Linked DNA regions of Mus musculus: all the other regions are linked to region 1. A link is a contact called in public Hi-C, HiChIP or PLAC-seq and Micro-C data. All regions are on one chromosome and are shown on one strand. Each heading gives the region's core, a stretch centred on a gene start, on an enhancer-like site or on the middle of the called end of the contact. The rest is flanking DNA. Distances are from core to core; before and after follow the strand shown. Region 1 has its middle 150 kb from the start of 7420700N18Rik. Region 2 overlaps Nrg1 (neuregulin 1). Region 3 has its middle 120 kb from the start of Nrg1. Region 4 overlaps Nrg1 (neuregulin 1). Region 5 holds the start of Nrg1 (neuregulin 1).

Region 1 (3,603 bases), core at 516-3,015:
CCTGAGTAGGTTAGGGCTTTCCCAAAGGCAAAGCTGGGGCTCTTTCCCACAATCAGGCTTGTCTGAGTTCATTTTGTCTCCTGATCCTGGATCCTCTTTAAAGATGAAATGGGATTTCAAATTTTATTGTTGGGTTTGGTAAGAAAAGGGGGGGAGGAGCTTATAATATAAATAGTCAAATTTCTAATTTTGTAAGGAAGAAAAGTCACAGTTTGGTCAGCTAATTTTAGGTTGGAAGAACATTTTTGAATAAGAGAAGGAATTATCTCCCAAATCTTCTCCAAATTTATACAAAAAAAATATAGAACTATTCTTATATAAAGGCTATATAGTCTATACATGTGAGATACCATATGTAGCTTATCACATATAGCTGGTTTGGAGTAGAGTTCAAAGTTATATCATGGCTTGTTATGACTGAATCTTTTGAGGAAAGCCCCTCTCCTCTTGTTTTTATGACATCGCCTGTGTTAACATTCTGGCGCTGGCTAACAAATTCTCCACCTGTGATAAAAGCTTCACTTGACATTTTATGGTGACATGCCACTGAAGGACTTAAAGCGGACACCATAGAGTTTCCAACTAGCTTTCTCTAGAGGCTGCTACACATTTCCAAGTTAAAGAGTAGCTGTGGCGAAGACACAGATTTTTATCTGTAAAGTTTTCCTTTTTACCTAAAACTCCCATCTTACAGTGTTGGTCCAAAGGTATTTCTAACATTGAAGAAGACAGAGACTAAGTTAATCTCCATAGATAGTTTTCATGCAGAAAGGACTCCCTTCAGTCTTTCCTCGTGTTTATATTCAGCCAATTACCACAAACGAAATAAATTTTACTTTAAGAAAAATAATCCATCTATTTCTAGAGCATTGGATGATTTTTTTAAACAGTGCATGAGATTCCATTTTCAATATCAATTGGATAAATTTAACTGATCTTTGGAATTTCTTTGAACAGAAAATGACGCAAAAGCCCAGCTCTTAGATCTAAGCATCCTCATGTGTGAAAATCCAGGTAAAGTGTGCCAGGTCCCACCAAAGCCCACCAAGCTTAGAGTCGACCTGGCTGTGTTGTCAGCGAATGATCCTTTTGTGAGAAGACACACAATGGTGTCAAATCACAGAATCACAAGAACAGCCCCTCAGTCTGCCCTCAGCTCAGTCAGGAAAAGTGTGGAAAACTAAATTTTAAAATAATAACAATAAACAGGATTTTAGACCCAGAGTGTTCACTTTTCCAACTCTTCAAATTTCTGAAGTCATTCTTTGTTCTCTCCAAGCTACCTGCAAACCTGTTCTCAAAGACAAGATTTGTCACTTGTTAGAAAAGATGTTATTTGATAGCACATACTTTGCTGGGCTGGGTTATTTTAAAAAAATATATAATAATTCCATTGTATGCTATCCTTATCAGCACAGGAGAGACTCTTTTCTTACAGCAAGTACTTCTGTGTTTGAAATGTTAGAACTGCTAAGTACACCCTTAATGCTTCAAGCTACCAGATGCTAGAGCCTGCCTTACCTGCCCAGGCATGTTGTCTGAATTGAGGTCACAGTTTGGCAAATAACATTCCACACATTTTTTCTCTCCTACTGAATTAAAAGGGGCAGCTTGAGTTTCTCTGAATGCCATTGGTTAAGAAGTCTGACTCAGACACCTAGAGAGCTCTCCAGAGCCAGAATGGAGTGACTCGCTACTCACATGACTGGTGGGAGGTAGAAAGCCATCTCTCCTACCATTCTGTACCCTGGCCACGTTAGCCAGCATGAGTCAACTCTTGAAACCTGAAGGTGAATGTTCTACTTGACCTTTGATTTGGGGAGAGTGGCATGACTTCAAATGCTGTCTGTTTATTAATTAACAGAGAGGACTGAATTCCACAATCTGGGAAGTAACATTTGAAACTTTTTTTTTTAATTCACTTTACATCCTGATCACTGCCCACCTCTGGTCAGCCCCTTCCACAATCCTTCCACCATCCCCTTCCCCTCTAAGTGAATACTGCACCCACCCCCCACCCCCGTAACCCCCTACCCCGGGCACTTTGAGTCTCTGCAGGGCTAGACACAATCTCTCTCACTGTACCTAGACAAGACAGCCTAGCTAGTAGAACATATCCCACCCGCCGACAGGCAACAGCTTTTGGGAGAGCCCCTGCTCCAGTTGCTACACATGTGCAAGAAGGCCTAGGTCCAGCCTATGTATCCTCTCTGGTTAGTAGTTCAGTCCCTGGGAACCCTAAAGGTCTAGGTTAGTTGACTGTTAGTCTTCCTGTGAGTACCCCTTGGGGCCCACAGTCCTTTCTACTTGAAACCAAAACTTTAACAGAGTAAAACTTTCCTAATTCTCTTATATAGCCTGACTTGTTTGAGTTTTTCTTTACTTTGGATGAGATTAAGATATGTTATGGCTTGAGGTTTTGGTTTTTTTTCTTCTTCTTTCCCAAGACTTACTGGCCATTTGAAAGTAATTTTTTTTTCTTTATCAGACACATATTTAGAAAAATCATTAAATAATTACTAATGGAAAGTCTATTTCACACTTGTGAAGCGATTCCTTTGAAAGCTATTGTGCTGTAAATCATTTCAAATCTGTGATAACCAGAATCTAAAAAGAATGACTATGTGAGGTGCTCACCTAGGTACCGTCTTTCTCAAGAAAATAAATAAAGGATAATATCATTCTTTCATATACAGATGTTTGACTTACATGGAAGATTCTCCTATTAAGACTATTATGAGCTCAACGATGCAGGTAACACTTCAACCATGCATTCTTAGGAAAGCAACACAATTCATGGTGGAATATTGATAGCTTACCCTCAGGATGGCATGGCTGACTGTAGCTCACTGCTGTTGCCCAAGACAAGGGTATCAAAGAATATATTACAAGCCCAGGAAAAGGTCAAAATTCAAAGTATAATTTCCCTGAACGACTAATCCCTTTAGCATGACCATAAAGCACAAAACTTTAAGTTGAACCATATGTTGAACCATTAATACCATAGGAATGAGCAAAACTGAAGGAAATAGGAAGAGAAATGTTAGGATAAATTATGTTATTGGAAGGAAAATAGAACTGGTTGAAAACTGTTGAAGGTGGGTAAACACGGCCCTCATGAAAGCATCAGCATGTCTGGGGTCCAAGATGAGTTAGTTTATGTCATAAGAATCAAAAGCAAATGAGTTTATTCTTACTTCCTAAATTGTATGCAAGTATTTTTGCCTCCAACAGTCGCCCCCAAAAGACAACCGAATAAGAAAACTGTCATTTAAACCCAAAATGATTTTGTCATTGCCATCCTATCCAACCTCCTTTCAAAGCCACGCTTAATCCTGCTTGTTGACACGTGCATTTAAGTTCTCCTGGAGTCACTCATGAAGACGTTGTGTAATTCAGTTTGGTAAAAAGGATTTTTAGTTATTTATGTAAAACATGATTGACATTTTATTGTAAGACCTTGTTCTTTTGCTAGAGTTCGACACTTACCATGCTTACAGGAGGGATTGCTTTCAAGGCTGTCCTTAAATAGGGTTTTTTGTTGCTTCCTTTTAGCATAATTGTTGCACTTGTTGCTACATTTAACATGTACCCGAACAAATG
Region 2 (3,711 bases), core at 461-2,960, 340 kb before region 1:
TGGAGGGCAGGCTGGCCTTGGACACATTCTGGTACAATATGGCCTCAAACTAAAAAACGTACTACCTCTGACTCCTAAGTGCTGGGAGTCCATGTGTGCGCCATTGTATCCTGGGGGAGAACCTCTACTTTTCTTTTCTTTTCTTTTCTTTTCTTTTCTTTTCTTTTCTTTTCTTTTCTTTTCTTTTCTTTTCTTTTCTTTTCTCTTTTCTTTTCTTTTCTTTTCTTTTCTTTTCTTTTCTTTTCTTTTCTTTTCTTTTCTTGCTGAGGATAAGCCTAATACTATCTAATTCCCCTCAGCCTCAGTTTCTTCAGCTGTGAAAAATCAGGGAACATTCTTTTTGCTATGGTTTATTGTGAGGATTTGTTATTTAAAACAGTACACTAGCTGGCACAGGACAGTTATTAATGAGTTTTTTTTGGGGGGGTTGTTTTGTTTTGTCTTTTGTTTGTTTGTCTTGGCTAAAAGAATGTTGTGGTCTTACTGCACAGCTGTATGTCGTTTGCATGTTTCTTCTATAGTAGGGAGGTGGAGGACCAGGAAGAGAGTCAGAGTTGCACCTTCACGAATACAGCTGACATGATCTGCTGGTGTGCGCAGGCTGGACGACTGTGGGGCGGGATGGTCACGACACGAAGCTAAGCTCCAGTGCTGAGATCTCAAGTGTTTGTGCTGTAGAGAGGAACACTTAAAACAAAAGATGATCCAGAGTACTCCTCCAGCTTTGCAGTCACAAAGTAACTTCCTTCTTTACTTCCAGTTTCCTGTCCTCCTGACCTGGCTGTACGATTACCTTAATGCTAGCACATTGTGGCAAACAGCATGCCCACTAAAACAGGGGCTCATGAGCCTATTTAAAGGGCTTTGCTTACCTTGGAATATAGTCTGTGGTTGTTTCTGTCTTAGAAATGTGACTATTGGCATAAGTCGGGCTATTCCGTCTGTCTTAGGACAACAGAATAGTTTAGAACAACATACAGAACACCTCACTCATGTTTGAATGTCAGGTGCCTTAAAGAGTGAGCCTCCTGTGGGCTTTTCCCTCTTGTTTCTCTTCCAGAGTCTATGCTGACATTGATTGTTGAAACCTTCTGTGCTTTGGAGAAACCATATTCCAGGCAGCCTATTATCTAGATTTCATTTGTAGCATGTGACAGAATCAAGACATCTCACTGGTGTGTTCATGTTCCTTGAGCAGAAGAGGTGTTACAGTGTCCAATCCAAATTCACCAGGACAGTCCTTCACTGTAAACTGAATTTCCACCTTGGACGTTATCATTAGTGGAAATCATAGTCTCTGACAGAATGGCAGACAGGATTACTTACCATTCTTACTTGGGAGGGGGAGAACAGTGGAGAGAGCTTAGCACACCTCTCCCCACTTGGCAGCAACTGTGCCTGTTTTTCAATTTTTGAATATTTTTTAATAATTTGCCTTTTTAAAATAAGTCATGCCTGGTAAATTAGAAAGTCTACATGTAAATTCTTACCTTGAGTGACAAAAGGGGCCGTGTCAATTTCGCTAAGGTGATTCTTTGTGTCCTCTTGTCCACCACGTTGTTCTTGCCTCCCTCACATAAGTCGTCAGTTAGCTAAGCATCGGAGTCTGTTCTCTTTGTTATTTGAATTATCAAACATTCCTGGCCTGCCAGGGTAGCCATGGTTAAGCACTCAATGTAGTAACTCATGATAGCAGCAGATTCCTTCTGTCTGGACCTCTGCTCTTGTGGTTCTGTGATCTAAGCACAGCTGGAACTTTGCTCTGACCTCATGCAATGTCTAGTTACAGAAAAATAGAAAATTTAATTGGCTTGGATGTATCCCCTATCTTAAGCATTAGATCATTCATGACTTCTTTCTCAGGGTTACTAGAATGGTCACCATTGTCAGCTGGAACGAGTCTCACTATTCAGACTATAAAGGGGTAATTCCTGCTCACACACCTTCTGTCTTTTGACCTTTGCATACACGCGTAGCTAGGTTACCTGTCTCTAGACCCATTCTGCAGTGTAGATCACATTGCTGGTTAATGGATGACATTTCACCTGACATTTTCAACTCTACTGTAGCCCTTGCTGATATGCTGCTGTTTAGTATGGAAGTTTCAATCTCATACCAAGACTTGAAGCTATGTGTGACTTTCCACAAATTGTAGGAGCTCCAAATCTAGCAGCCCTCTGTAGACTGTGTATTCATTTCACAGGGGGGGTGGGAGGGGGACGAGCTGAAGGAAGTAGCCTCCTCTGGGTACCAAAAGCCCTTCTTATTTCAGCATCTCTCTCCTGCATGTCTAACCTTTGACCCAAAAAAGCTAACAGTCTGACTTGCCTTTCACATTCTGACTTGAACTTAATGTTCACTGTCTATGTACTAAGAAGTACCAACTTTTCACATAGCCACCATCCTTCTGGCCCTCTACTTTCTTCACCATGGCTAATGACAGAGGGATTCTTGCTCTTTTTCTTCTCTCCTATTTGTAAGAATGCTCTTAAATGTATGTGACCATATGGTCTGTAGCAGTTCCTGTGAGTTTGTCAAATATACTACCTAGGTTTCTCTAGCTAAAAATTATTTTTGGGTTAGTGATGAATTATTATCTACTTACTAGAATTAAACAAATAAAAATTCAGAAAACAAAAATTGGAAGGTTCTGGAATGTCTTTGGTGTTGTCCTACTTGTAGGACAGTAACTTGTTCTATGTATGCTGAGATAGTTATGGATAAAGTAGCTTGTACCCATATTCCCCAATGAATACATCAGCCCTTGTCATTTCTTCCATAAAAATGGATGGATGGATGAATGAGTGATTGAATTAATGAATGAGTCAACTTTCAGACAAAGGGTTTCAGACTAGTTTGAATTTTTAAAGGAAAGCCATACTTCAGCATGCACGCACAGAGACAGGCACACACACACACACACACACACACACACACACGCACATTAACGATGTGCATATGAAGAGTGCTAACAAGTGGAGAATTAGTTTCCCCAAACTTGAGCTACATAAGCCCATGTATACACCTGATAAAGTCCGATGACCTTTTCTAATCGTAAAGGGTCTGAAAGAGCAAGGAAGGATTTCTGTGAGTTCTCCTCACACCTATCTGGTAACTGTTCTTTAATCTCACTAAGAAATCCACCTGCCTTGGCCTCCCAAATGCTGAAATTAAAGGCGTGCACCACCACTGCCCAGCAGAAGTAAGGATTCTTCGTGGAGATGTTACATAGAAATCAGAATAGAGACAGAGGTCTAATTTCTTATTGACAGTCCTGTTTTCCTGGTAAGACTTTCTATTTTGCTTAGAAACATTACTAGAGCATACGTGTAGTCTGTGTTCTTCTTTAGAGGGCTTTGTAGTACAAATTATTCCCAAGTTTCCTGGTTATGGTGGTTACTAGATACTGTCTGGACCTCCCTCCCAACTCTCACTGCCAAACCTGAGCTCTCCCATAAATAAAGCAGTGGACACAAAAGGTTTTTCCAAGCCTATGTGAGCTGAAGAAGAAATGCAGATTCTACTAGATATAGATAAATTATTTGTTATTATTTTCAGTGTTTTTGAATAGATGGCTGACTTGGACTGAGCATACCTGACTTTTCCAAAACTGTTTGGGAACTAAGGTATGAGCTGGGAACTGAACAGCCCGGGGTTTATACTGACTGCTGTGAAGTCAGGTAGCTTTATAGCGCATGCTTCCCTTAGTGT
Region 3 (3,614 bases), core at 486-2,985, 280 kb before region 1:
TTCTATTTCCAGGAATATGTTAACAGTCTGTGCCTTATGGATGGTGCCAGACAGACCATGCTATTTTTGTGTCCACCCACATACACAGAATCAAAACGCAGTCAAAAACTGCAATATAAATTGGAGCCTTTCAGGGCAAGGCAAAGTTTAAACAATAACAACAACAACAAACCTAAGAAAACACTGTTTTATATAGTGTCTCAGCGTGCTTTCTATTAGCTGTAAATAAGAGACTAAAATCAACCTAGGGAGGAAAGGGTTTATTCTACCTTACAGCTTACAATCCTTTATGGAGGGAAGTCAGAGCAGGAATCTGAAAGCAGGAACTGAAGCCGAGGCCATGGAAGAATTCTCCTTATTGTCTTGCTCCCCACAATTCCTTCAATTGGCTTTCTCATTCAACTCAGAACCACCCGCCCAAGAGTAGCATCACCCACAGTGGGCTGGGCCCTTCCATATCAAGCATTAGTCAAGAAAATGCCCCACAGGCTTTCCCATAAGTCAATATGGTGGAGGCATTTTCTCAGTTGTGGTTCCTTGTTTCAGATATGTCTAGGTTTGTGTTAGTTTGACAATAAACAGTCAGTACTTACCATATGGAGCACCTCAGGACAGGACACATCTACTCTAATATTATGCTTCAACTTATGGCTGACATTCAGGGCTTTGAGAATAGAAGTTAGGAGTTAGGCTGCAATCCCCTATGACCTTTACATTTAGCAGTGCCTGGAGCTTTGGATGTTCTTAATAAATACTGTGCCACTGTAGGTCTCTGTAGCTAAGGCTCCAGAAAAGAAAACAATTTAATCTGTCCAAGATTTTTCCATTGAGGTTTGGTCTTGCTGTTTATTGTAATGCTAAATGCAGGCTCCCAAGACCTAGAGTCTGCACAGAGACCTGTGTGACCCTGCCTCCAAGCTATTTCTGATTGGTGAATAAATACAGCAACAGCTAATAGCTGGGCAGAAGAGACATAGATAGGGTTTAGGTTTCCCAGACTTTTGGTCTGAAGAGAACCATGAGAAAAAGAAGAAGGTGACTGGAGGAGAGAGCCACCATAGGTTAGGTGAGCCATAAAAAAATGGCTCTGAGGGCTACATGGCTCTGAGGGCTAGCCAATTGGAGTTAAGAGCAGCCCAGATGAAACATAGTAATAACTCGGGGTTATCTACAGAAAAGTAGATTCTAGTAGCATATAGGGTGGGTATCTGCTGTTTAAGGCTTATTGTAAATTTTAAGGTTGTGTTTGTCTTTTATTCTGGAACTGAATAGACAAAGGCCAGGTGGGAATTCTAGGTTGGGATTAAAAAATATCTACATTTTCACCTATGCTAGTTTTACCCAAGATGAGTGGCAAAAGATGTCCTTGCAAGAAGTGGGGTAGATGGCTCTCTAAATGAAGATAGATGATAATAGTACAGTATTGTTCTTTTAGTGTGTATCTAATATGTCATCGGATCTCACTAATGAAAAATAGACAGAATTACCTTTGGTCTTTTCAATTAGTGTAATAGGGAGTCTGAATTTGGCCATAAGAAAGACTCAGGCATGCCCAGGCATGTTTATGGAATTGGTGGGAGCAGCTGCCAGAAGCCTGTTTGCATATGGAATGAGGGTCCTCTGGGGATTTTTCTCCTTCTGAAGGAAGAAGTTGCCTGGCAACAAGAGTTTGACCTATGGGGGGGTGGGTCCTTACCCAACAGAGGAGCAAGGAAGTCTGAGTGCAGTGAGGCACTCTTCATTTAGATCCATCTCCCAGCTGGATGGCATGAATACATGCCTGTGTACTTCACACACTGAGAGTACAAAGTGGAAAACAGTTGTCTTTTTTACAATATAGAAACATATTATTTCTTCTGGTTCTATTTAATAGACTAAAACCTAAATATAAGGAAGCTATCCTTTCTTTTACCATAAACTTTTTTTTTACTCTGCATATGGTAATGTTACCAAAACATTCATAGCAATTCATGGCACGACAGCAGAAGTCCCAGGAGAAAAGGCCTGAAGGCCAAGGAAGCATTAAAAAGAATGAATTTATGAAATTCCTGGCCAAATGGATGGAACTGGAGGGCATCATCCTGAGTGAGGTAACACATTCACAAAGGAACTCACACAATATGTACTCACTGATAAGTGGATATTAGCCCAAAACCTAAGATACCCAAGATATAAGATACAATTTCCTAAACACATGAAACTCAAGAAAAATGAAGACTGAAGTATGAACACTATGCCCCTCCTTAGAAGTGGGAGCAAAACACCCTTGGAAGGAGTTACAGAGACAAAGTTTGGAGTTGAGATAAAAGGATGGACCATGTAGACACTACCATATCCGGGGATCCATCCCATAATCAGCTTCCAAATGCTGACACCATTGCATACACTAGCAAGATTATGCTGAAAGGACCCTGATATAGCTGTCTCTTGTCAGAGTATGCCTGGGCCTAGCAAACATAGAAGTGGATGCTCACAGTCGGCTATTGGATGGATCACATGGCCCCCAATGAAGGAGCTAGAGAAAGTACCAAAGAAGCTAAAGGGATCGGCAACCCTATAGGTGGAACAACATTATGAACTAACCAGTACCCCGGAGCTCTTGACTCTAGCTGCATATGCATCAAAAGATGGCCTAGTCGGCCATCACTGGAAAGAGAGGCCCATTGGACACGCAAACTTTATATGCCCCAGTACAGGGGAACGCCAGGGCCATAAAAGGGGAGTGGGTGGGTAGGGGAGAGGGGGTGGGTGGCTATGGGGGACTTTTGGTATAGCATTGCAAATGTAAATGAGCGAAATACCTAATAAAAAATGGAAAAAAAAAAAAAAAAGAAAAAAAAAAAAAAAAAAAAAAAAAGAATTGATGTAGCAGCATCCAGATGGTAGGTGTTTCCTTTTCTTTATTAGTATGTCTTTTGGTACTGCCATTGTTACAGTCTTACTTGAGCAGTAGGAAGACCAGTTTGTATCCTGCAAAGTGAGATCAGATCCCCATCAGAAAGTGTTGTGCCCAATGTGTGAAGCCAAAAAGAATAGCAAGCCAGAGGCATACATGATCTTTCCTATGATGGGAAATATTGAGAATAATTCACATAATGTTAGGATCTCCAAATTCTGACATCAATATTCTTCCTGGAAAGTTGAGATGAACATTGTTAGGATTTTTTGGTTTTTTTTTTTGTTGTTGTTGTTTTTGTAAAGGACAGTGGTCCTCCTTAGAGAATGTAGGACAGTTTGGTGGTTAACTATTTGTGAAAATTCCTGATATTCCCCCCAGATGACCTGTGCTCTCACCTCTTCCAAATCTCTGTGGGTCATATATTGTAACATGGATAATAGGAATAGGGGAATCTTGTCCATAAAGTACAATGTTCATTTGAGACATAATTAACTTTGTTGATATATGTAGAATCCTAGAAGATGCTCAATGCTGTCTTTACACAGAAGTCCTCTTTTCCTGGTGTAATATTGATAGAGGTGTTTTGTGAACATCATTGTTCCTGGGAGGTTTACACTTGGCACTCAGAGGGAAAGAAGAAGAAACAAAACTCTCAACACAAATGCTTCACTATGACCTTGCCATCTGCAAGATATTTACATACTCTATATTTTCT
Region 4 (3,979 bases), core at 1,340-3,839, 320 kb before region 1:
CATTTATAACATAGAGTTACTATGTTTTCCAAAAATTTCCCCAGGGAATCAGAAAAATTAAATGAGTTCATCTCTGCTAAAGTACTTTTAACTCCAGTAATACCTTTTTTTCTCCTCTAATAATAAAAAGTAAATGGTACTATTTCTCTGTAAACATTGGAAAAATATGGTGGTGTTATATTTAATCCCTAATTTTTTCTTTAACTTAAAAGTTTATGTGGCTTTTATGAAGCCACCTGCTAACTTTGTAATTTTTATGTGATCGATTAGTTATGTCCCTGATCACCCTATTAATATTTTTGATCACTAGCTAGCTACCTTATTTAAAAAAAAAAACAAATCAAAATTAAAAATCAGAAATCAATCTACACGTAAAAGATAGTTTCCTTCATCCTGGACTTCCAGTGATTTTATATAATTAGTGTCTACATATTTGTGTAGGTCATGCTCTATTATATATTGTTAAGAGATTCATCATTATACAAATAAAACTCTTGGATATCAAGTCACAGTAATATGTTACTGTAACTTAAATTTGGTAAATGAAATGTTAATAATTGCCTGTAGAACTCTATGATAGGTCCTTTTAAAACATTGATAATAACACAAGGCAGATATAAGCTTAGCATGTGTGAAGACATGAAATTGCTAAGCAACTAAGCTCTGCAAGGGAGCAAATATGTTCCAAATAGCACAGTGCTGACTTCTAAGGCAATTAGAATTTAAAGGGAAAGACAGGACTAGAAGTAGAGAAGCATTTACGCATGTAGCTCTTGTGTACAGAGTTCTTCCAGTATACTAGGTTACCTTTGAACAGGCAGGAAAAAAATCTTTTCTCTTCTTCCCTTTCCTTTATTGTTGACATACCAAAAAATGTTTCAGTATAGCATTTTTAAACAATTTACCTTTGTCACTTCTCCTTCCTGTCCCTTCTCTCTCCTCCTTCCCCATATTCTGTCTTCTACCCGAGTAGCACCTTTCTTCTTTCATAACACATCTACCCTTACCCTGACCCCTGCCCTTTCTTACTCCTCTTGATCCCATGATCTTCTACCTAGTTTTGTAGCGTATACCCATCCTTATGCCTTCTTATAAATACACACACAAACACTAAAAGTTAGGATCTGGATATGAGGATGAAGATGGTGATGTGCCTCCCCAGAATAGCACCTCCACTGCACGAAGTGAAACAAACATAAAAAACAAACAAACAAAAAACCAACAACAACAACAACAACAACACAAAAATAGAAACAAAAGAAAACAAAAACCTCTGTTCAGTAGTGCATCTAGGTACATGTTCTATAAGCTGAGCAGGAATCTTTGGGTAGTGTGAAAGCTAAGAAGGAGCCAGAGTAACTTTGAGAACCAGGAAGATAAAACCATGAACACAAGAATATGCTTAGCTACACATGATAGGGAAACCCAGGGGCTAAGTAAGATACAAAGAAAGAGTCAGCCATACTAGCTTAAGGCTAAAGTTTCACAAAATACTGTCAGGATGGTAGCAGTGGTGATATCTACACTATTTATCAGTAGATGACTTGACATAAACAGGCATGATGAGAATCCATTGGAGTTTTAGAACATTGTAAATGCCATGCTGATTCCACTTGCAGGAGAGTGTTCTCTTATAGGGAACTTCTCTGTTCTTGGGTGCCATCATATTTATCAGAAACAGAAGTTGTGAGAGAAATTGATGGGACTCTTAAGAATATAGACACTGAGTTCTTCAGACGCCCACGTCTTCAGTTTTTTCTTCTGTGCAGAGAATCCTAGCACTCTTAGTATTTGTGAATGTATTTAGATTTTGACTTCCTAGTATAGTCTGAAAAAAAGTCCTGTAGGGACCAATGTAAGTGCAGTTCTGTCTAGAATTAGAACATTGGCTAAACTCTCTCTACATACACGTCTCTTGCATCAGCTAGCAACAATGTGTGTTGATTAGGTTCCCACGAGGCAGGCCTGAGTTCATGCTGAGCATCCAGGGATGAACAAAACCACACTGACCTCTTCCTTCAGGAGACAAGGGCCAGTGAACATAATACCCATGTTTCAAGCCATCGATTTAATAATCAATTATTGATGCACCAAGTACTATGAAGACATTAGGACCTAAGATTATGTCTAGGTCCTTAAGGAATAAAAGACGAAGGTTTTGTAGAGGGACAGAAAGTATGAAGCTACCACCTTCAGACTGTCTATGTTAAATAAAAATGCAGTTTCAAAATATTTCGACTTAATAATTTAGAAGAAACCCATTTAGATGTCTCATCATCAAACAGGTCTGTTAGCACAGAAAGAATGAGATAGTGCCTCAGAGCCTTCGAAGGGAAGACTGACAGACCACAGATGAGCAGCCAGTATGTCATGTGTCACTGTAACATGGCGAGGTCCTTTGCCTTGACTTAAGGATGCCTCGAGTTGTATAAACGCTGGTGAGTGTTATAGTCTCGGAGTAAGCATTTCACTGGAAACAGTACAAGCTTAGTGTTTGGTAAGGCCTAAGGCTCTGGCAAGGAGAGATGTGTTCCTAAACATGCCACACTCACTGTTAGTGAGGAAGCACGTGTGAGAGCCAGTGTGTGATTTGTACTTTACCTCAGTATTGACTCATGAGACCTATGAGGCCGCTATATGTATTCTGTTATCTCATGGACTAGAAGTTAGTCCCAGGGTCATAATAAAAGAAGGGGGAGGCATATGCCAGCTGAGCAGTAATGGGAGGTATAGGCTAAATCTGAAAGAAACATTATTGGAATGTTTTCTATTTAGTATTTTTCTTTAATGATGTTAAGAAGGGCATCCTCTTGAGGAAACAAATGGCTTTTGCAGATGACACTGTAAAGGACACTAAAACACAAATTAGAAAAACACATATAAGCCTCAAGTATTTTCACTTAAAGGCTGATAACAGAATAAGATTCATCTTCGAAAAATGCAGACTAATAGTAACAATACATTTGGGAAAAGAAAAATAATCTACAATGCAGATACTCAGCCAGTGAGTAGGCGAGCTCTGGCTGGAATACCAAGCCAGCTACAGGGTGAACAATGTCTGTGTTTGCAATGTGATACTACAGCAAAGCAACCCAGAAGTCTGAGTGCGGCATCCATGGGCAATCCAGAGAAACAGCAGGAGGCTTTGACAGCAAGCAGAACAAGTCACTATTTCCCAGAATGGGTTTGTTGACATTTTCATAACTTTATGTTTGTAAATATCAACACCAAGTAGATAGATAAGTTCACATGTTTTACAGTGTAAAAGGAGATGCCACAGTTAGTACTAAAGAAGAAGACATGTTATTCTTCCTGACAGGGTATTTTAAAAACTGGCCAAATGTTTCATTGCGGAGTGATGACTAATGAGTAGAATACTGGCCATCAGGTTTCTTCCCTCCACTGTTCTCCAGGGACAAAGATGAAACCAGGAAACAAAGGAAGGAAGATGTCTAAAGATGGCTTACAAGTTGACTGTAACTGATAAATAGTTTATAAAATTGGCCAGAACCCTATAGAACCAGATCTTTCTTGGGAATTTGTAAATATCTTTGAGTATGTCTAGAGTGTTCATAAACTGATTCTCAAAACACATGCATCTATGAATGAATCCTTAGTAAATGTGCTGGATCATTTGTGGAGTATTATCACTATTCAACTGCTTTTCATAAGGATTCAACTATGTTTATTAATTTAATGAGTGATTTATAATTGCTATTTCTCCTGGTTGGAAAGATTATAGAAAATTGTTAGGGATTACTAACTGCTAACATTCATGCACCTTATAACCACAGTAAAGCTCTGGACCTCACATGGAAGGACAAGGCTACATTAATCATAACTGGACTCTAAGCTAAAGCAACTCTGGGCATTCCTTAGAATTTATCTTAACATAGACTTAAAAATGAAATGATCTCCTAAGGCACTATGTAAAATTAAGAACGCATAGTGTTATAATAAGTGTCATTTTTAAGGCTAG
Region 5 (3,851 bases), core at 777-3,276, 400 kb before region 1:
TTTGGATTTCTCGCTCTAAAAAACTTCATGTCCATCACTAGAATCTTTGTTAAGAAAACTCTCATTTTCTCAAAATCAAGTAAATGAAGCGAGAAAATGATCACATGAACCATTTCAAAATACTGGTGCATACACATGCAGGTTGTGTAGAGGTGAACTTCCGATGACTCATTTGTGCCTGTGAGCTTGTCATAATCCTGGTTGCAATCATGCAAATCCAGCCAGGCTTTTGTTGGTGGCAGTGGTAGGACAGAAAACATAGTTTAAGATACTAATGCTCTTTGAATCATTCATAATTGTGGAGTAATTTCATCTGGAAGGAAATTATAATATTCTTACCTCCTGGCATGTGAAAAGGCTTAAATAAATATACTTCAAAAACAGTAGAATTGTCCTGCATAAAATGAATTGCAGATTTTCTTAAGAGTTGAGCATTGCCTGTCACTGCCCTGGGTCTGCATGGGATGACGATGTTGTCTGGATTTCGAGAGAGTTTGTAAGAGTTCCCCTATGGACACAGTTCCTTGGAAGTCATTTGGTTCCTTGGAAGAGTGGCTTAAATGTTCAGATGCACAGACAGACACTGGAACACCACGGAATGTTCCCTGGAGCCTGTGCTCTCTCTTACAGTGAGTTTCTTCCATTTCTTCCAGTACTTCAAGTCCTGTTTCTAAACAAACAAACAAACAAACAAACAAACAAAAATCAGCATGGAAGCTATCTGTAAATCACAGTTTCTGAAACCTAATCCACAAGGCACGCTCTGATTGAAAATTCTCAATACTGGCAGTGCGATTATAGCTGAGGAGATGTGGTGTGTATTACAGTGCCCAGGGAATTCAAGCCTCCTCTGCAGTGTGGAGTCAACATGAAAGGCTAATTTGAAAATGAAGCGGTAGATAGCGTAAGTGTTCCTCTTAGGTTGACATTATTCTAGCTTACTCTGGATGGAATAAGGAGGACTCAAATGTAAAGAGCAGGAAGACACTCGGGACTTTTCCCCTTCCCCCACCCCCCCTCACACCCCGCCCCGCCCCCGCACACACTCAGCATTTCGCTCTGAGCATTGAAAAAGTCTTTAGCCACAAGAAGGTGGCTGAAGGAAGAAGGCAGAGCTGTCCATGGTTTAGAAACAGTGCTCTAACTGCTGGTTGAAAACCGGGTAATAAGAGTCCTGTTAGTGAACAAAACTTATTAGAGAACTGGCTACGGAAGGAAGGAATGCCGCTGAACAGCAGGCAGGAAGAAATTGCTGTTGAAAAGCCTACCTCTCTGGGGAGGAGTCAGAGATCAGACTTTGCCAAGCCTCAGGTCTAACCCAGAAGGTCCCCACCTCCACCCCCCACCCCATCCCCCTCCATCCCAGCTTTGTTAGATTGCTAGCATCATCGATCCCTGGCTTTTTCTGACCCCACAGTGGGTGAAGAGGAGAGAGCCAGCAAGACTGAAAGCAAGCAAGGTGGAGTGTGGGATGGGAGACTGGGGCCTGCTTTGGTAGAGGGAAATTAGAAGGGGGGGGGGGGGAGGAGGCCGGGGGAGACCCAGTTTAGCTGGTTCCCGGCTGCTTCTCTTTTCTCTGGCCTTTATTCCTTGTAATTGGATAAAATAGGAACTCACTGGCGGACCTGCGTTGCTGGGTATACTGTACTTATTAGAGACCAGCTAGCAGTAGAGTGGGGACTGGGGGTGCGGGGCACAGGGGAGGGAGGGAGGGAGGGAGGGAGGGAGGGAGAGGGAGAGAGAGAGAGAGAGAGAGAGAGAGAGAGAGAGAGAGAGAGAGAGAGAGAGAGAGAGAGAGAGAGAGAGAGAGAGAGAGAGAGAGAGAGAGAGAGAGAGAATATATCTTTAGGAGGAGGAGGAGGGAAGAAGAGAAAGAAGCTATGAAGAAGGAAGATTGCAGAGGAAAAAGTGACTGAGCGCAAGAAGGACAAAGAGGAGTGGTTGGGGGTGGGGGTGGAGGCAGGGCGGGGAAGGGAGTTACCGCCCCTCCTGGCTCCTCCTGCCCTCGCATCCTTGTGCAATGGTACTGTTTGCCGTGATGCTCAGAGGGCAGGCACCTGCTGCTCTGTAATGATTCAGCCTCTTTCAGCCGCTGCGTTAACACGACAGGATGCTGTTGCTACTGTCGCTGCTGCCCCTCCTGCCGCCGCCGCTGCTGCTGCCGCCGCCTCCTCTGGTCTTGCTTTTGCTTTTACTTCTCCTGCATGACAGTTGTTTTCTTCCTCTAAGCAGACACCAGCTTCAGACGCTTGAGGTGAGAAACATGCCTTTCAGTTTGGGATACTGGTTTACTTAATCAGCTAGGCATCAGCTTGCTTCCTCTTTTGGTCCCCTGCCTTCTTGAACCAACCGGGATGGTTTGGAGAAGCCTTTGAAAGAACTGAAAAAGTGTCCCAGAAACAACAGCTCAAGATATTTCGGTACACTTCTATTTCATAGTTGCTAGAAGCCCTTCCTTTTTCGTTTCTTTTTCTTTTTTTTTTTTTCCTTTTTTTTTTTTTTTATCTTTTTCTTGCTTCCTCTTAAGCTCTCTTACTTTGGATAATGGCCTTGGACTTGGGTGCCTTATCGATTTCCCCCTTCAAGATGCTGTATCATTTGGTTGGGGGGAGCTCTGCATGGTAATGCACTGTGAGAGAGGCCGGGCCTTCTGGAGGTGATCCGGATGGAGATTTATCCCCCAGACATGTCTGAGGGAGCTGGCGGGAGGTCCTCCAGCCCCTCCACTCAGCTGAGTGCAGACCCATCTCTCGATGGGCTTCCGGCAGCGGAACATATGCCAGACACCCACACAGAAGATGGGAGAAGCCCTGGACTCCTGGGCCTGGCCGTGCCCTGCTGTGTCTGCCTGGAAGCGGAGCGTCTCAGAGGGTGCCTCAACTCCGAGAAGATCTGCATTGTTCCCATTCTGGCTTGTCTAGTAAGCCTCTGCCTCTGCATTGCTGGCCTAAAGTGGGTATTTGTGGACAAGATATTCGAATACGACTCTCCTACCCACCTTGACCCTGGGGGGTTAGGCCAGGACCCTGTTATTTCTCTGGATCCAACGGCTGCCTCCGCTGTTCTGGTCTCATCCGAGGCATACACTTCACCTGTCTCTAAGGCTCAGTCTGAAGCCGAGGCTCATGTTACAGGGCAAGGTGACCATGTCGCTGTGGCCTCTGAACCTTCCGCAGTACCCACCCGGAAGAACCGGCTGTCTGCTTTTCCTCCCTTACACTCCACTCCACCGCCCTTCCCTTCTCCAGCTCGGACCCCTGAGGTGAGAACACCCAAGTCAGGAACTCAGCCACAAACAACAGAAACTAATCTGCAAACTGCTCCTAAACTTTGTAAGTAGTGAGAGAAAGAAAGGCGATGGTGGCTTAAAAGAAAGGGTGGGAGGGAACTTCCAGAAGGCAAACTCTAGAGGGTTAGCTTTTTCCTTTGAGTTTGCATTTTAACCGGGAGGTTTTATTTGGTGAATCACGTGACAGGGAAAAAAAAACAAAATAAAGCAATTTTATAAACTCCTAGGATGAATCAGGTCTTTTAACAGCAACTCCATGTAGCCAGGTTGTTAAGTCTGAGGTTGTCAATTAAGAACTACAAGCATCTTTGAAGTTGGGCTTTGGATGTAAGCTAAGGTCAATTGATTTGCTATAGTTTTAGAAGTTAATATCTGACTGTCCTTCATATTTTAATAGGCATGTAACGTCGGTGTGCCAATAAGTATTATTTGGTATTGCGCCTGCCATTCAGTAGAGTTTCTTTCGACTTTCTTCTTCCCATTCTGTTTCCCCGGAGCCCCAAGCTGCCTGTCATCTTTCTCCAGCTCTTCTTCCTGCCTCTTTAGTACATCTCTGCACGTC

Evidence for each region. Hi-C and Micro-C count contacts between places; a contact is called where the count stands out from the background. HiChIP or PLAC-seq counts read pairs in DNA pulled down with a chosen protein or histone mark.
Region 2: a contact with region 1 is called in a Hi-C map of adipose-derived mesenchymal stem cells, with 4 times the contacts expected there. The contact joins two enhancer-like sites. A contact is called at or near these places in 7 of 484 Hi-C or Micro-C datasets (the HPC-7 cell line, adipose-derived mesenchymal stem cells, liver and 2 more) and 2 of 115 datasets of contacts at active chromatin or transcription factors (embryonic stem cells and epiblast stem cells).
Region 3: an H3K27ac HiChIP or PLAC-seq map of stem cell-derived epiblast-like cells shows a contact between it and region 1, with 9 times the contacts expected there. The contact joins two enhancer-like sites. A contact is called at or near these places in 1 of 484 Hi-C or Micro-C datasets (the AML12 cell line) and 3 of 115 datasets of contacts at active chromatin or transcription factors (epiblast stem cells, extraembryonic endoderm stem cells and stem cell-derived epiblast-like cells).
Region 4: a Hi-C map of adipose-derived mesenchymal stem cells shows a contact between it and region 1, with 4 times the contacts expected there. The contact joins two enhancer-like sites. A contact is called at or near these places in 11 of 484 Hi-C or Micro-C datasets (the C2C12 cell line, adipose-derived mesenchymal stem cells, embryonic fibroblasts and 5 more) and 6 of 115 datasets of contacts at active chromatin or transcription factors (the NIH/3T3 cell line, embryonic stem cells, epiblast stem cells and 3 more).
Region 5: a contact with region 1 is called in a Micro-C map of the HL-1 cell line, with 2.4 times the contacts expected there. The contact joins the promoter of Nrg1 here to the enhancer-like site in region 1. A contact is called at or near these places in 6 of 484 Hi-C or Micro-C datasets (the AML12 cell line, the HL-1 cell line, the N1E-115 cell line and 2 more), 7 of 115 datasets of contacts at active chromatin or transcription factors (embryonic stem cells, epiblast stem cells, extraembryonic endoderm stem cells and 3 more) and 2 of 9 other capture datasets (adipose tissue and embryonic stem cells).

What each region holds. Positions count from the first base shown.
Region 1 is chr8:31,519,218-31,522,820 of GRCm38.p6, reverse strand. No RefSeq gene overlaps it. Among named protein-coding and RNA genes, the nearest start is that of 7420700N18Rik, 150 kb to the right of the region's middle. Within about 2 kb of position 1,765, at least 81 of the 459 cell types and tissues checked have an H3K27ac peak or open chromatin away from gene starts, as enhancers often do. A contact at or near this core is called in the AML12 cell line, the C2C12 cell line, the HL-1 cell line and 7 more, where this site is marked.
Region 2 is chr8:31,861,045-31,864,755 of GRCm38.p6, reverse strand. The region is part of intron 1 of Nrg1 (neuregulin 1); the gene reads left to right. Among named protein-coding and RNA genes, the nearest start is that of Nrg1, 56 kb to the left of the region's middle. Within about 2 kb of position 1,710, at least 3 of the 459 cell types and tissues checked have an H3K27ac peak or open chromatin away from gene starts, as enhancers often do. A contact at or near this core is called in adipose-derived mesenchymal stem cells, where this site is marked.
Region 3 is chr8:31,797,937-31,801,550 of GRCm38.p6, reverse strand. No RefSeq gene overlaps it. Among named protein-coding and RNA genes, the nearest start is that of Nrg1, 120 kb to the left of the region's middle. Within about 2 kb of position 1,735, at least 28 of the 459 cell types and tissues checked have an H3K27ac peak or open chromatin away from gene starts, as enhancers often do. A contact at or near this core is called in stem cell-derived epiblast-like cells, where this site is marked.
Region 4 is chr8:31,841,446-31,845,424 of GRCm38.p6, reverse strand. All of the region lies in intron 2 of Nrg1 (neuregulin 1), which reads left to right. Among named protein-coding and RNA genes, the nearest start is that of Nrg1, 75 kb to the left of the region's middle. Within about 2 kb of position 2,589, at least 32 of the 459 cell types and tissues checked have an H3K27ac peak or open chromatin away from gene starts, as enhancers often do. A contact at or near this core is called in the C2C12 cell line, the NIH/3T3 cell line, adipose-derived mesenchymal stem cells and 1 more, where this site is marked.
Region 5 is chr8:31,917,018-31,920,868 of GRCm38.p6, reverse strand. It overlaps Nrg1 (neuregulin 1), which reads left to right and starts at 2,026. Exons shown (of 10, transcript NM_001364423.1): 1 at 2,026-3,332. The coding sequence starts at 2,666. Gm33223 (a long non-coding RNA gene) reads right to left here and starts at 1,315. Exons shown (of 2, transcript XR_378857.2): 1 at 1,269-1,315; 2 at 1-670.